Regions from separate parts of the Macaca fascicularis genome. Here region 2 is linked to region 1. The links are chromatin contacts, called in public Hi-C maps. All regions are on one chromosome and are shown on one strand. The core of a region is the stretch at or near the end of the contact, and the rest is flanking DNA. Distances in the headings are between cores, read along the strand shown. Region 1 has its middle 53 kb from the start of ACOT11. Region 2 holds the start of SSBP3 (single stranded DNA binding protein 3).

The links. A called contact is a pair of places that touch in the nucleus more often than the background predicts.
Region 2: a contact with region 1 is called in a Hi-C map of liver, with 4 times the contacts expected there. The contact joins the promoter of SSBP3 here to the enhancer-like site in region 1. A contact is called at or near these places in 2 of 2 Hi-C or Micro-C datasets (liver and skeletal muscle).

Annotation. Positions count from the first base shown.
Region 1 is chr1:180,181,160-180,187,743 of T2T-MFA8v1.1, reverse strand. No RefSeq gene overlaps it. Among named protein-coding and RNA genes, the nearest start is that of ACOT11, 53 kb to the right of the region's middle. Within about 2 kb of position 4,218, at least 5 of the 6 cell types and tissues checked have an H3K27ac peak or open chromatin away from gene starts, as enhancers often do. A contact at or near this core is called in liver, where this site is marked.
Region 2 is chr1:180,261,650-180,267,972 of T2T-MFA8v1.1, reverse strand. It overlaps SSBP3 (single stranded DNA binding protein 3), which reads right to left and starts at 2,346. Exons shown (of 17, transcript XM_005543286.5): 1 at 2,130-2,346; 2 at 1,046-1,118; 3 at 765-826. The coding sequence starts at 2,185. LOC123572757 (a long non-coding RNA gene) reads left to right here and starts at 6,253. Exons shown (of 4, transcript XR_006697266.2): 1 at 6,253-6,323.

The DNA.
Region 1 (6,584 bases), core at 2,969-5,468:
GGATAGTGACGAGGCAAGGAGACCAGCTAGAAAGCTGATGCAACAATATACGTAGGTGAGGAGTGATGAGGCAGCAGGGAATGCCTGGAGAGGGAGTAAGAAGGCAGAACCTCAGGACTTGGAGACTGGCTGCCTGGAGGTGGAGTGGGAAGTCAAGAATAACTCCCAAGTTTCTAGCTCGTGGTGCCAGTTTTCTGAGCCAGGACACATAGGAGGAAGGGGAGGAGGAGCAGGTCTGATGAGGACATGAAGAGTTCCATCTTGGTAAATGCTGACTTTGAGATATTAGCAAGACATCTTGGTGGATACCTGCAGCAGTGGTTAGGATAGACTGGGCTAGAGTTCATAGATGGTAAGTGAGCTCTCTGTCACTTGTGGCATTCAAGTGGGGGCTGGACACACACTAGCCTGGGATGTTGTAGAGGGCCTTTGTGTATCTCAGGTGAGCTGGGCCCTGTGATTTCTCAGCCTGGACAGTTTCTGACCCTAGGGTTTTGTTGCATGTGTGTATGGGAAGCTATCTATCAGAGCTTGAGCATGTCTGTAATTTGGGGACCTCTGTGGTCTAGAGGTGGTTTGTTTTTTTGGACCTTAGCTCACAATTGGAACTGGGGCAGGATTACAGGCATGACGGCTGCGCCGGGGCAGAGGCTCCATCTCCACAGGCCACAAGGCACAATCACCCCACTGTCCTGTTGGACATATATCTAAGAACCACAGAACATGAAAGATCCTTGATCTTTGAATAGCCTTCCTCCACCCCAGTTTGATTTGTGGGCAGACTGAGGTCCTTGATCAAGGTCACAGGATAGGGCATGGCTTCGCTGAGGTGGATTCATGCTAGATCCTGGTACCACCTCCTCAAACCCCCAGGGACCTCTAGTGTTTGCCTCTCATTGCCTTTCCTTAGCATGAGAGATGTTCTTTAACACACATGGAAAGAGATCCTAATTCTTTTTAATTAGGAGGATACAAAGGGAGAAGTCAGGAGACTGCCCCCACCCACGGTTGGGAGACTAAGTGCTCCCCAAATTACACAGCAGATGCCAGGGCTCCGGCAACAAGACCCAGCTTGATAGCTTTGTGGTAACCACAGCCAGCACAATTTTATTTTATGTTTTAACTCCTCAGTGATATATGGACCTCTCACAAGCAGGAGAAATGGCATCCAGAACTTCTCCCTTTAAAAAAAATAATTTTTGAACTTGCGCAACACACGCCCAGTTTAATTAACCCTTTTGTCAGGAAGCTTGGTCTGCCCCAGGCGGTGTGAGAAAACTGTTTCTGCTCTGTGCGGTGGGAGTAGTACAAAAAACATGTGCCAGCTTGGGCACTGCCTTGCCCTGGGACCCATGGCTGCCCCTCTGGGTCTTCGCTGGACAAATTACTCTGTGGGCAGTTTCATGTGCCTCCTCTGGGGTCTCTTATTTTTTTCTGCTTTTAAAATTTCAGTCTCAGTTGTGCCACTGCTCTCCAGCCTGGGTGACAGAGCGAGACTCCATCTCAAAAAAAAAAAAAAAAAAAAAAAAGTCAGCCTCTGGTGCCTGGGTGCCTGTTCTATAGGAGACTGCATCGCATCTCTGCACCCCTCAATCCCTATTCCCACACAGCCTTGCTATTCAGAACTGGAACCACAGTGTCTCTTTTTTCTTTTTTTCTTTCTCTTTTTTTTTGAGACAGAGTCTGGCTCCGTCGCCCAGGCTGGAGTGCAATGGCACAGTCTCGGCTCACTGCAACCTCCACCTCCCAAGCAGGTTCAAGCGATTCTCCTGCCTCAGCCTCCCAAGACGCTGGGATTACAGGCGCCCCCACCACTCCCAGCTAATTTTTTTTTTTTTTTTGTATTTTTAGTAGAGACAGGGTTTTGCCATGTTGGTCAGGCTGGTCTAGAACTCCTGCCCTCAGATGATCCACCCACCTCGCAAAGTGCTGGGATTATAGGCGTGAGCCACTGCACCCGCCAGGCAACCACAATGTTTCAAATCAAAGCTCACTTCTGACCCCCTCCCACTCCCTCATCTGCATGTACTAAAGGGACTGAGGAGCCCCCACCCCACCACACCCCACCTCACCATCTCTGACTGTGTCCATTCCTCCCTGGCCACACTAACTCTGCTTAACGTTGCTGGTTTTACTGCACCTCTCTCTGCCCTCTGGTCTCTTTGCTTTTTAACACTCAGCTCTGTTCTGTCACTTCCTTGGCCAGAAAGCTTCAGGCTCCCCACTCCCCAAATTGTCTGAGGGAAAAAGCCCCAACTTCTGCCCCTCCTAGGCTTGGGGTCCCAAGACCTAGCCTATTCCCAACCCCTTTCTGTTTTCCACGCTCCATTCATTCAATGTGCAAATATTTGTTGAGCCCTTACTATGTGCCAGGAATTATGTTGGGCATTCAGGAGATTGTTGATGCACAAATGCACAGAAACCAAGTGTGTTTTGAGAGCTCAGGGGTTCAGGGGCTCTGAGGAGGGGCACCGAATTGAGAGAGGGACTGGGCTGCCGCCAGCTCTCTTCTCACTGGTTTCCTGTTTACCATTAGCAGCTGCCCATCCCTCCTTAGCGCACAAATACCCAAGTGAACCTTGGTATGTTTTCAGACCCGCAGCTCAATCACAAGCATGAAGCAGGCGACTTGAAATCCATCTTTAGCTGCCTTGAAAACCTGCACAGGACCCCCTTTAGATTCTTCCTGCCCACACTCTCCCCAAGTTCTGTCTTCCTCTCCCCCTTTTGAGGACATATGGCCCCTTGAAGTTTTTGTTTGCTTGCAGTAGGAGAAAAACAGCTTTAAGTGTAGGGGGTTTTTCCTTTTTTTTTTTTTAAATTTTTTTTTGTTAAGCATCAAGAGACACAGCAATCTGCTTGGAGATACTGTACGTGCATAATTAATAAAATCGCATTATTTATTTATAAAGAGACACACGAGGAACGGGAGAATTAGGGCTATCCCCATTATATATGAAGAGAGAGAGAGAGAGTGGAGAGGCAAAAATACTTTTTGAACATTAGATCCTTCCAGAGAAGTGTCTCGTAATAGGCGGTGAATAAAACGGCCTGTGCTCCTCATCGAAGCCCTGTGCCCAGAAGGCATCAGAAAGCAGAAACCTGGTTTAGGGGCTTAAAAAAGGAACAGGATCGATGTGGCGCTCGCAGTGCCCAGCATGCCGGCGTTGAGTAGTTGGCAGGAGAGCAAGAGAGAGAGGAGGCGCGGTTGAGGGTTTGGCCGCCGGGATAGAGGCTTGAGAGCCAGTCTGGGGCTTCCAAAAGAGGGGGCCTTGGGCCACAGAATCTCTGGCAGGTGGGGGAGAAACGGCTACCCCACTCGGCACCGCATAAATAACCCAGATGCCGGCGAAGGGGAGCCCCTGGTTTCGATGAGACCACTGCAAGCCAGGTCACATGAACTTGGTGGTGGTGAGGGGGTTCTAGATAGCAGCTTTGTCCTTGGACCTCTGCATCCCGGATGCCCGGGCAACACCGCCAAAATCAATAACCCAACTTATTATATAACAGCCTCGGAGACCGGGAGGCAGGGGTCAGGTCCTCCCAGGCTTCTAGAGCTGTCGGTGGACCTTCTCTCTCCTTGTCTCTCTCCCTTTCATTTTTTCTTGAGACATGCTTTAAAATAGAAAACAGGCTTGTGTAGGAACCAAACACATAGAAAGGGGGTGGTTTGTAGGGATTTTTCCCCCCATCTCCCTCGAGGGCAAGCAACTCCTGCAGCGCCACTCTCGGCCTTCCCCGGGCTGTGGGCTTGGCACGGGGGGCGGCGCTGGGGGAGCGGCGTCGGCCGGGGCAGCAGCCTCCGCAGGGTTACCCGGGCGCGTGCAGGGAAACGTCTCAGCAATTCCAGCGCCCGAGCGGAGCGCGCGGGGGGGTGGGGGCGCGCGGCGCGGGGCACCTTGAAACCGCCGGCGGCCGCGCGCTGATTGGCCGAGCCGCCACCTCGGCGTTCCAGCCAGGCTCCCCTCCCCCCGCGCCGTCCACCCCGGAAGGAATTTCCTCCTCTGGCGGCCGCTATTGTTGTCCACCTTCGCTGTTTGGGTCGGATCGCGTAACCATAGTATCCAAACTGTGACTGTGCGGGGCCCCAGCCTGGGACCCCTGTGCCCCCACCCCCCAGCCAACCCCCCACTTTTTTTTTCTTTTTGCAGCCTACTTATCATGACTTCATCGGACTCCGGGGAGCGGGAAAGGGGGTTGGGGCGGGGAGCGGGGAGCGGGCCCGCTTCTGGCGGCCCTTCGAGATGTTTTCAATTATAATTTTTAAAAAAGTCTGCTTTGTGGGTTCGGGGCTTAAAAATTCTTCCTACTTGCCCCCCTCCCCATGAAACCGTTGGACCAAACTTGAATGGGGGTTTCCTCCTTTTCCCCTTTACGGTCTATGCTCCAGCCCCTGACTTTACGGCTCACGGCTGGGGGTTGGGGGAAATTCGCAGCAGGAGTCGCCCCCCACAAAACGCTACCCTTCGGATCGTGGCTGTGTCCTAGCCCCTGGGCTTGGGTTTGAGCTGGGGAAGCGAGGCTGGTGGTGGGGTGGAAACATCACCCACTGCAGCAACCCCCACTCTGGGGCGCTTCCTGGCAGGCTTGGGGGATCCCCGGAGATGGATCTGGGGTAGGTGGTACTGGGTGGATGCCCATCAGACATCGGGGAGGGGTGACGGGGTTAAAGGGGAGACAGGGGAAGCAGCTGACAGGTTATTGGAAGAACAAGCCCCCTCGCCCCTCGAATTTCTCCCACGAGTCTCTGAGCTCAGACATCCTAGTCCGCGCAGGCAGCCCGAGCCGAATGCCTGCTCCCAACCCCGGCCAAAAAAAAAAAGAAAAACCAACCCCAGACAAAAACCCTGTCCCCAGAAGTACGGCTAGGAGAGGTGGGGAGCCAGCAGCAAGTCCGCACCGAGCCGGCTGCGCGCAGCGCGGGAGCCCCCGGGCTGGGGCCGGCAGCGGGGGGCGGTATGAGTGCCGGGCGGTGGAGGGGTTGTCCAACATTCCCAGAACTCAAGTATTCTCCCGGCGCTGGGCCGGGCGGGGGCAGTGGCGGCAGCGGCCCAAGTTCGGGGCAACACTGCCCCCTAGGGGCCGCCACGGCAGGTTTGCAGCTGGGGCGGCGAGGGGTCTGGAGTTTCGGGTCTAGCCCTGGGACCAGGCACTTTACTTTGGCCCACTGTGTTTCACCGGCCAGCGGAGCCGGGGAGTACCCGGGCGGGGCTACCGTGATCCCCTGGCAGACCACTGACAGGCCAGAGGAGAGCCTTCAAGTGCCAGTTCAGGGAGCTGGGGAGATATGGTAGTAGGGTTTGTATTTTTGCTCTAGAATTTAAAACTTCGGCAGACAGTTTCCCATAAGCTCTCAGTGATGGATGGGAACTTAAGATCATTGACTGAGTCCCCTCATTGTGCATTGGGGAAACTGAGGCCCAGAGACGGGAATGATTTGCTCAGGGATATGGAGTTTGAACCTAGTCCTCCTGGTTGTCATCTGGGGACCTGTGGCTTTTTTGGTGCTCACGGAGCCCTCTTTGATTCCTCTGACACTGATGGCTCCCTATCAGAGAGGCATCACCGCTCTCATTTTACAAATGAGAAATCAGAGAGGTCTCGACTTGCTCAGAATTTCTCCCACGGGTCTCTGAGCCTGCCATGGTCCCTGGGCTCACACAGCCCATCTTTTTTTCCAACCCTCTAGACCATAGGAACTTGGGGGACTTGAACCTTAGGGTCAATCAGCAGGCCAGCTTTCTGCTCTGGGGCCCTATGGTATTCTACAGTCATCCCTTCCAGACCTGGGTGGAGGTGGCTGCTCCAGACTGGTGGTGGGGCAGGGGTAATCCAACAGCAGGGTTGAGTTTGCTGAAATCTGGGCTCTTGGCCTCTAAACAGCTGCCATCTCTGGGCCTCAGCTCCCCCATCTCTAGAATGGTTGGTAGCAAGAGGATGGAGAAGGCGTCTGGCAACTCCCAGTCGGGGGTGACACTGTACGGCCCCGCCTCTTTGGTCTGCCATGCCCGCTCCTCTCCTTCCCTTCTAGGTTGGGGTCTGCAGGCTAGCTTTCTCCTGCCCTCCCTTCCTCCCTCCCTGCAGGGCTCCTGCGGCCGCCCCTCCCTCCTTCCCCTCCCGTCTCCCCTCCCCTTCTCTCCTCTCCTGGCAGGCGCAGAGCTGACTGCGGGAGGGAGCGGTGGGCACGGAGCCAGCAGAGCGTCAAGTCAACCCCTGGGGAAGACGGGGCGTGGGGGGCTGCTGGCTGCTGCTGAGGCGCTGTCAGAGGCTGCAGCTCTGCGCTGGCGGGGGCAGAGTCCCTAGGGGTTATTTGTGTCCAAGGTAACTGGTGTCCGAGCTTGCTGCTAGCCTCCTCCCTGTCCCTAGAGACCAGGGGAACTGCTCTGGGAGTCATCTGGAGACCTCCCTCTCCCTCACTGCCCACGAGCAGTCAGGCATCAAGTCTGGGCCTTTCTCCCCTTAAATATCTCTCGTCCGGTTTCCTCAGCCACTGCCTTCTGATCTCCCAGGGGCTCTAAACTGTCCCCTCCAGGCCTTCCTCCAACACTGGGAACCTCTCCTGTGAAGCCCGGCCTTCTGCTGCC
Region 2 (6,323 bases), core at 1,097-3,596, 82 kb before region 1:
ACACTTAGGGCAACTGGGTCCGGCTGACCCTAAGCTCCCTCTTGGCTGTCGTATACCCAACAGAGACCAAACCTGCGGTGGCCCCACACCCAAAGGACACAGAGACCTGGTAAGAGAGTCACAGAGAGTGGGAGCCCCTAACTACAGACACTGTGAGGTCGACTCTGACCAGTTAAGGTTCTGCCTAAAACAACACTTTGTGGTTTTAGTGGGGGAGGGGGGCGGGGAGCTCCCAGAGGAAAGGAAGGACCAGTCAGTCTGAATCAGTATCTTTAAAGGAAGTGGCAGCCCTTTCTTGCTTTTTCTCAGGGTGCCTGGAAAAAGCCCCGTAGATGTCCTATCTTAAGGTTGTAAGCTCCGAGGAGAAAAAGGAACGGACAGGCTAATTGTAAAACAGACCTGGTATCCCCTCCACGCCGCCCCACCCCCACTCCTCTAATTAAAGCAACATGCAGAATTGACAAAAATCCTCCAATGTTTTTTCAAACCCTTGCCTAGAGCCCCAGAGTGAGATGTAAAAGTAAGGAGTTTCTACCCCAACATCACAGATTATTTTGTCGTTTTTCCCCAAAACTTCAGGTAGCATCCTCTTCTGCCCTTTTCCTCCTTGGCCAGCTGGGCCGGAGTGCCTCGAGGTGCCCCGCTCTGTGCAACGCGGAGGGCCACAGGGTGGAGGGCCTGCTCCAGGCCTCCCTTCTTTGTTCACTTGGACCCAGGGCTCAGAACAAAACAAACACACATGCAAAACTATCACACAAACTTACCACCACCACGAGTGCAAAAACCCAGGCGGTTCTCCCAACGTGATGTTTTTTTCCCATCGAATCTGGAAAGGTAAGAGCGGAGGCAGCTTAGAGGAGTAGACACGGGGTGGGCTGGGGGCTTCCTAGAGCCAAAAGGCTGGGAAGACCAACTAACAATAAATGCCAAAAGGTGATAAAAATTCAAAATGGTGGCCACAGTGGCTGCTCCTGAAAACAAAGGCTCTAAGAATAGTGGGGAGGGGGGTGTCAAGAAATTGGATGCTGGGGGGAGTCCCACTCACCTCCGATAAGAAGGTCTGTGCAGATTTCTGTGCTCCTACGTGCAGTAAATATTCGTAGACGTATAAAGCTAACCTGGAAAGTGGGCAGGGAGCAAAGAGAGAGGGGAAGGAGTCAGATCCCACCGGCGCTCTCCAGGACCTTGCCAGCAGGCTTTGAGCCCTGTCTGCGCCGTCCCATTGTGGCCCCGACCAGAGGTAAGCAGCTAGCTAACCCCAAACAGGGCCGCCAGGTGCGAACAGTTAGGGGGTGGGGACCGGGGAACGCGTTACCTCAAGCAGTGAGGGATGGAGAGCAGCCCCAAACTTGAACTTCCAAGTCGCGTCGGGGACAAACCCACCTAGGTTCCTCAAACTCGCAAGCCACTCGACCCCACAGCCACCTTGCCTTTCCCGACCCAGTCCTCGCTACGCTCTCCCCGGCTTTGGAGGTCCAGGGAGACTCAGCCCTGGACTCCGGGTGCTTGGCGCGCTCTAGAGAGGGCAGCAAAGCACCACCCTCGTCACCTCCCCCCAAACAACTGTGCCCCAAGTCTGGGGCCAAGCCGGCGCCACCGTCGCTGCCTAGCCCGGCGTCCGAGGACGCGGACCCAGTGACGAATACGAGGGCAGGGAAGGGAGAGCGCTCCCGGCCGAACAAAGCCCCCGGCACGCACTCCTCACGCCGCCGGCGGACAAAAGGCGGCTTCGGGGCTGCAGAAGCCACGCGCCCCCTGCCCGCGCCCGGTGGGCAAAGTGCGGCCACCGCGGCGAGCGCCCGGCTGGAGCGAGCGTCCAGGCTCGCTGGCGGGACCTCGCCCACCACTCACCGCGGGGCCCCGCGCCCGGCCCGCGCCACGGCCACCAAGTACCTCCTCCGGCGGCTCCCCCCGCCGCCCCTTCCCCGATCTCCCAACCTCCGCCGGCTCCCAACAATGGGTTCTCCCACGCCGCCCGCCCCGGCCTCGGGGAAGGGGCCAGGCAGGCGGCGCCTGGACCCGGGGGCCAGAGGGCGCAGCAGCCCCCGGCCCCCGCCCGCCCACCTGCCTCCCACCGCCCGCCCGCAGCCCGGCGGCGGCGCGGCCGCCACTTGCAAAATAGGGCTTACTTTTCCCGAGCCTGCCCGTCCGAGGGCACCGCCGAGCCTTTGCCTTTGGCAAACATGGTTTGCAGGGAAGAGGGCGCCGAGCCTCGCCGCCGCCGCCGCCGCCGCTACCGCTCCGGCTCTCCCGAGCTGCCCCTCGCTCCCGGCCCCCTCCCCGGCGCTCGCTCGCTCTCTCGCTCGCTGGCGCTCTCCTCGCCGCGCTCCCCTCCCTCCCCCCCAGGCGCTGGCTCCGCGCTCTTTCCAGCTGTCAAAGCGTCAGCCCCGGCCGCGGCCCCATCGCCCTGGAACTCCTCCCGCGCCGGCTCGGCCTGGAGTGCCGCCGCCGCCGCCCGCACGGCCGCCCGCTCTCCGCTCGCTCGCGCGCCCTCCCGGCTCCGCCTGCGCCGCCCTCTGCGCCTCCAACACCGCTGCCGCCGCCGCCGCCGCCGCCGCTGGTCTACTTGGAGCTCAACCGAACGTGGCTACCCGGGCGAGGGAGCGAGGCGGGCGGCAACGTCCCGCGATGGATGGCCGCGTCGACCAATCGGCGCACGCGGGGGCGGGCCCGGGCCGGCCGGGAGGGACGCCCTGACAGCGCCGGCCGCGGCAGTCCCCGCTGCGGCCGCCTCCGCGGAGCCGCTGCCTGCTCCTGCGAGCGAACTGGGGGCGTCCGGGGGCGCGAGCCTCTCTTTTCTGTCGCCGGGGCGGGGGACGACGTGGATCGGGCTGGGGGCACCCTGGTCTCCTCGCCCCAGCGAGGAGGGGGATCTGACTGGCGCTCCCCGCGGCGTGGACCACTGGGGGTTAGGGGGGCGCTGCGGCAGCGTCCGGTGGGAGGGGGCGCAGACCCCCAAGCGGTCGCCGCTCTCTCCCTCCTGCCACGTCCGTCTCCCTTATCTGCTCCTCACCTCCCCCCCGCCGCGGCCCGCGCCAGCCCAGCCCTTATCTCGCCCTTCCCTCTCGGTAGTCCTCCCCCTAGGCTCCGACCCCGAGCCCCTCCCCAGACTCCAGCCCGGCCCCCAGCCCGCCCCGCCCCCGGGCCTCACTCTCGCCCAGTCTAGCTTCCGAGCGCCGGGCCCGGGGCTCCACGCTGAGAGCGGCGCGGCTCGAGCCGGCGCCGAGGCGCGCGGCTGCTCCTTTACTAGATCATTAAAATACTTTGGAAAACCCCAAAGTGGAGCCGCGCGAAAATGGCCTTTGGCGTGCTTTGGGGAGCTGGGGGGGTTGGGGACAGGGGACTTCAACTAAGAGGAACGAGAGTGATTTCTCCCAAATTTCCAAGGTTTGCCAGTCCTGGCAAGTTAGCCCTTCGGCTTCTCCACGGGAAAGGGTGCCACTCGGGGATGGGGGGGCGTCACCTGGGCGGCCTGCGACGCGGAATGCGCGCCACAGAAATGTGCAAACTTCAAATAAATGGAGCTAAATTGGGGAGTAGGGGACGAGAGTCAGGCGTAGGGGGAGGGGAAGCTTCCATTGTCAGTGACCCAGGTGTACAATGGGAAATTGAGGGGGGCTGGCAGAGTGACCCAGCTATTTGCTGCTGACTCCTTTCTGCCCACGCCGAGAACCCAGAAGACACACTGCGTGCCCCTCATTAGAGACTCTTAAGACCAGGTACCGGCGAAATAGGGGAAGGCTCCCCCATTTTCAGACTGTTTTTAGAGAGCGGATCTCTTTAAATGGGATAAAACACTGTCGGCACTGTCTCTTTAAAAGAGTCAAGCAGAAAAAGCTGTGTAAGCGCTGATTGGCTGCCTGTTTGGATACATCTTTAGGGGAGCCTTGAAACTGTTAGCCTAGGTTGATTTTTTTTTTTTTTTTTTTTAACTGCGCTGTTCCAATAAACAAGTAACGCCCCTCCCCCTAACATGCCTCGCACCAAACAATTAAAGGATAGGTCAGTGTCCTGGGGAAAACACGTTTCAAGTAGGAAAACTCAGAACTAGATTTCAACAAAATAAACAATAATTCCCTACCATTAAAGTTTGCTTATTTTGATCTGTAGAAGAGAGAAAAGGGGCTTTTAAAAGAAATGCCCCGCAGCTAAAGGATCTGCGTTGGTTCAGGAAGGAGACTCTGGGTGCATTTTTGGAATAATATTCTACTCAATGTAACAACCTCCTTAAATTAGAATACAGCCAGGCCCTGCGGACACTTCCGGACTCACTCTGCTCCCTTCCAGGACCCAGCGCTCACAGGGGAAAGGGGCAGAAAAAAGGAACGCTGAGACCTAGTTTATGGGCGTCTCTGTGCTAGTCCCTATTTTAAAGGTTGTTTTGTGAATGAGGGAAGCATGGAGGTTGGGAGTTGGAATACAAGGATAGAGGAGAGAAGGAAATAATTACAGTTATTTTTTCCCCTAGGCAGTTTAAATTCAGTAGGGCTAACTTAAGGTACCTTAGAGCCCACACTAATTAAATTGGCCTGCTCATACCCTTCCCCTGGTCTTCCATCTATTTTGAATGGGCTAGGAATGGCCAGGGATGGCTTGTCAACAGACTGACTCACAAGAAGCCTGACTCATCTTGTGTCTGCAAGGCCCACAAATTAGGAGTATCGGTTTGGTCCTGGCTAAAAAAAGAGAAGACACTGCCCTTCTCCGGCCCTACTATGACCCAGGACTCTACCAGATTGGCCATGCCTCTACCAACTTCATGGCTGCAACACAAGCATATCTATTTGAGCATCAGTTGCTTCATCTGTCAAATGGCAAAGGGAGGTTAGAAGATCTTCAGTATCTCTTGATAATCTGATGTGCTACAGTGTTAAGATTTCCCTTCTATATTTTTCTCTCCCTACCACCACCCTGGAAAAAGGACAAAAGGACTAGCACCTCCTTTCCCATGTGACAAGAAGAGAAGGGTAGTATTCAGAGACCCTGTGCCAGGCATTCTGTGGTCAGCCCTTTGCTGGAACTTGACACAACAAAGCTGCACGTTGGTTGGTAGATTCCTTGTTGGAGCTAAAAGAGATGGTGAGAGAGTCCAGGCAGAGAGAGCAGGGAGAGTCTTAGCCACCCCTCACCCCTGCTGGCTAGAAGATTGCTGAGGGGTTCCCTGGAAGTGGGACCACTCAGCAGCCCTAACTAGGTGTGTGGCTGCTGGCACAATTATCCAAAATGTGGTCAGATCAGAAGCAAGTCCAAACACCCATGAGCAGCACTCAAGGCCCCAGTCTACCTTTCGCCTCTGGATCTCCCCAGGCCCCATCTTTGGGCCTGATGTCTCTCTTCCTGGAATGCTTCCTGCCCCACCCAGTTCCCTTCTTCTGCCATCCTTTCAGGCTAACATCCCCTCCGGTGCCATCTCCTCCACAAAAACCTCCCTGCTTTTCACTCCTGGAGCGAAACCTGTCCTTCTGTCCCTCCAATCTTATCTCATTTTGCTTGCACCATTCATTCTCCCCATTGTTGTAGCCACTTGTTTACTGTCTGTCTCCCCCACCAGACTGGGAGGGTAGGCTCTCAGTTTGAGTTATCTGTGTATCTCCAGCACACAGCACAAGCTGAATACCTGTGTGTATATTAACACTCAGTGTAGGCACCAGGAGCCCCCAGGGACTGAGAGACGGAAAACTCACCCCAGCCCCAAAGTACTGGGCCCCGTGGAGAGATAAGGAACGGACAACACCAACAATAGGGTTAGATAAGGCCACTCCCTCGGCTCAGCCCCACCCTCCTAAGCTACAGCCACCTGGAACTCTGTACTTTCAGTTTCCAGAATGGCCATGCCATTTCACACATCCACCCTGACTCATATTCTCTCTGTCTCTTTCTCCCCTATCTTTCTCTTGCCTCCCTCACTTCCTTTTTTCTTTCTTTCTTTTACCACCTGCTTATTGAACACCTACTATGTACCACACACTGTTGTAGGCCTTGGGTCATAAACGGAACACAAATCCTTACCCGGTGGAGCTTACACTGTAGTGAAGTCCCCGCCCAAAGCCCCCTCCGGTGACAGACTCCTACTAACACTTCTCAGATCCAGCCTGGGCAGGGAGGGTCTCCTTCAGAGAGCCTTCGCAGATCCCCCCTCTGAACTCCCAGTTCAGGGCAGGTGTGCCCTCCATGTCCCCACTGCATGGGTGTGGTTCAGGGGTGTATTTTCCCCTGGGAATATGACTCCTTAGGGTCAGGGAATGATCATCATTCTCTGGGGCACCCTCAGTGCCCAGTAACGTGGTGAAAGGAACAGAAGGACAGATGAAGAACTGGGTAAC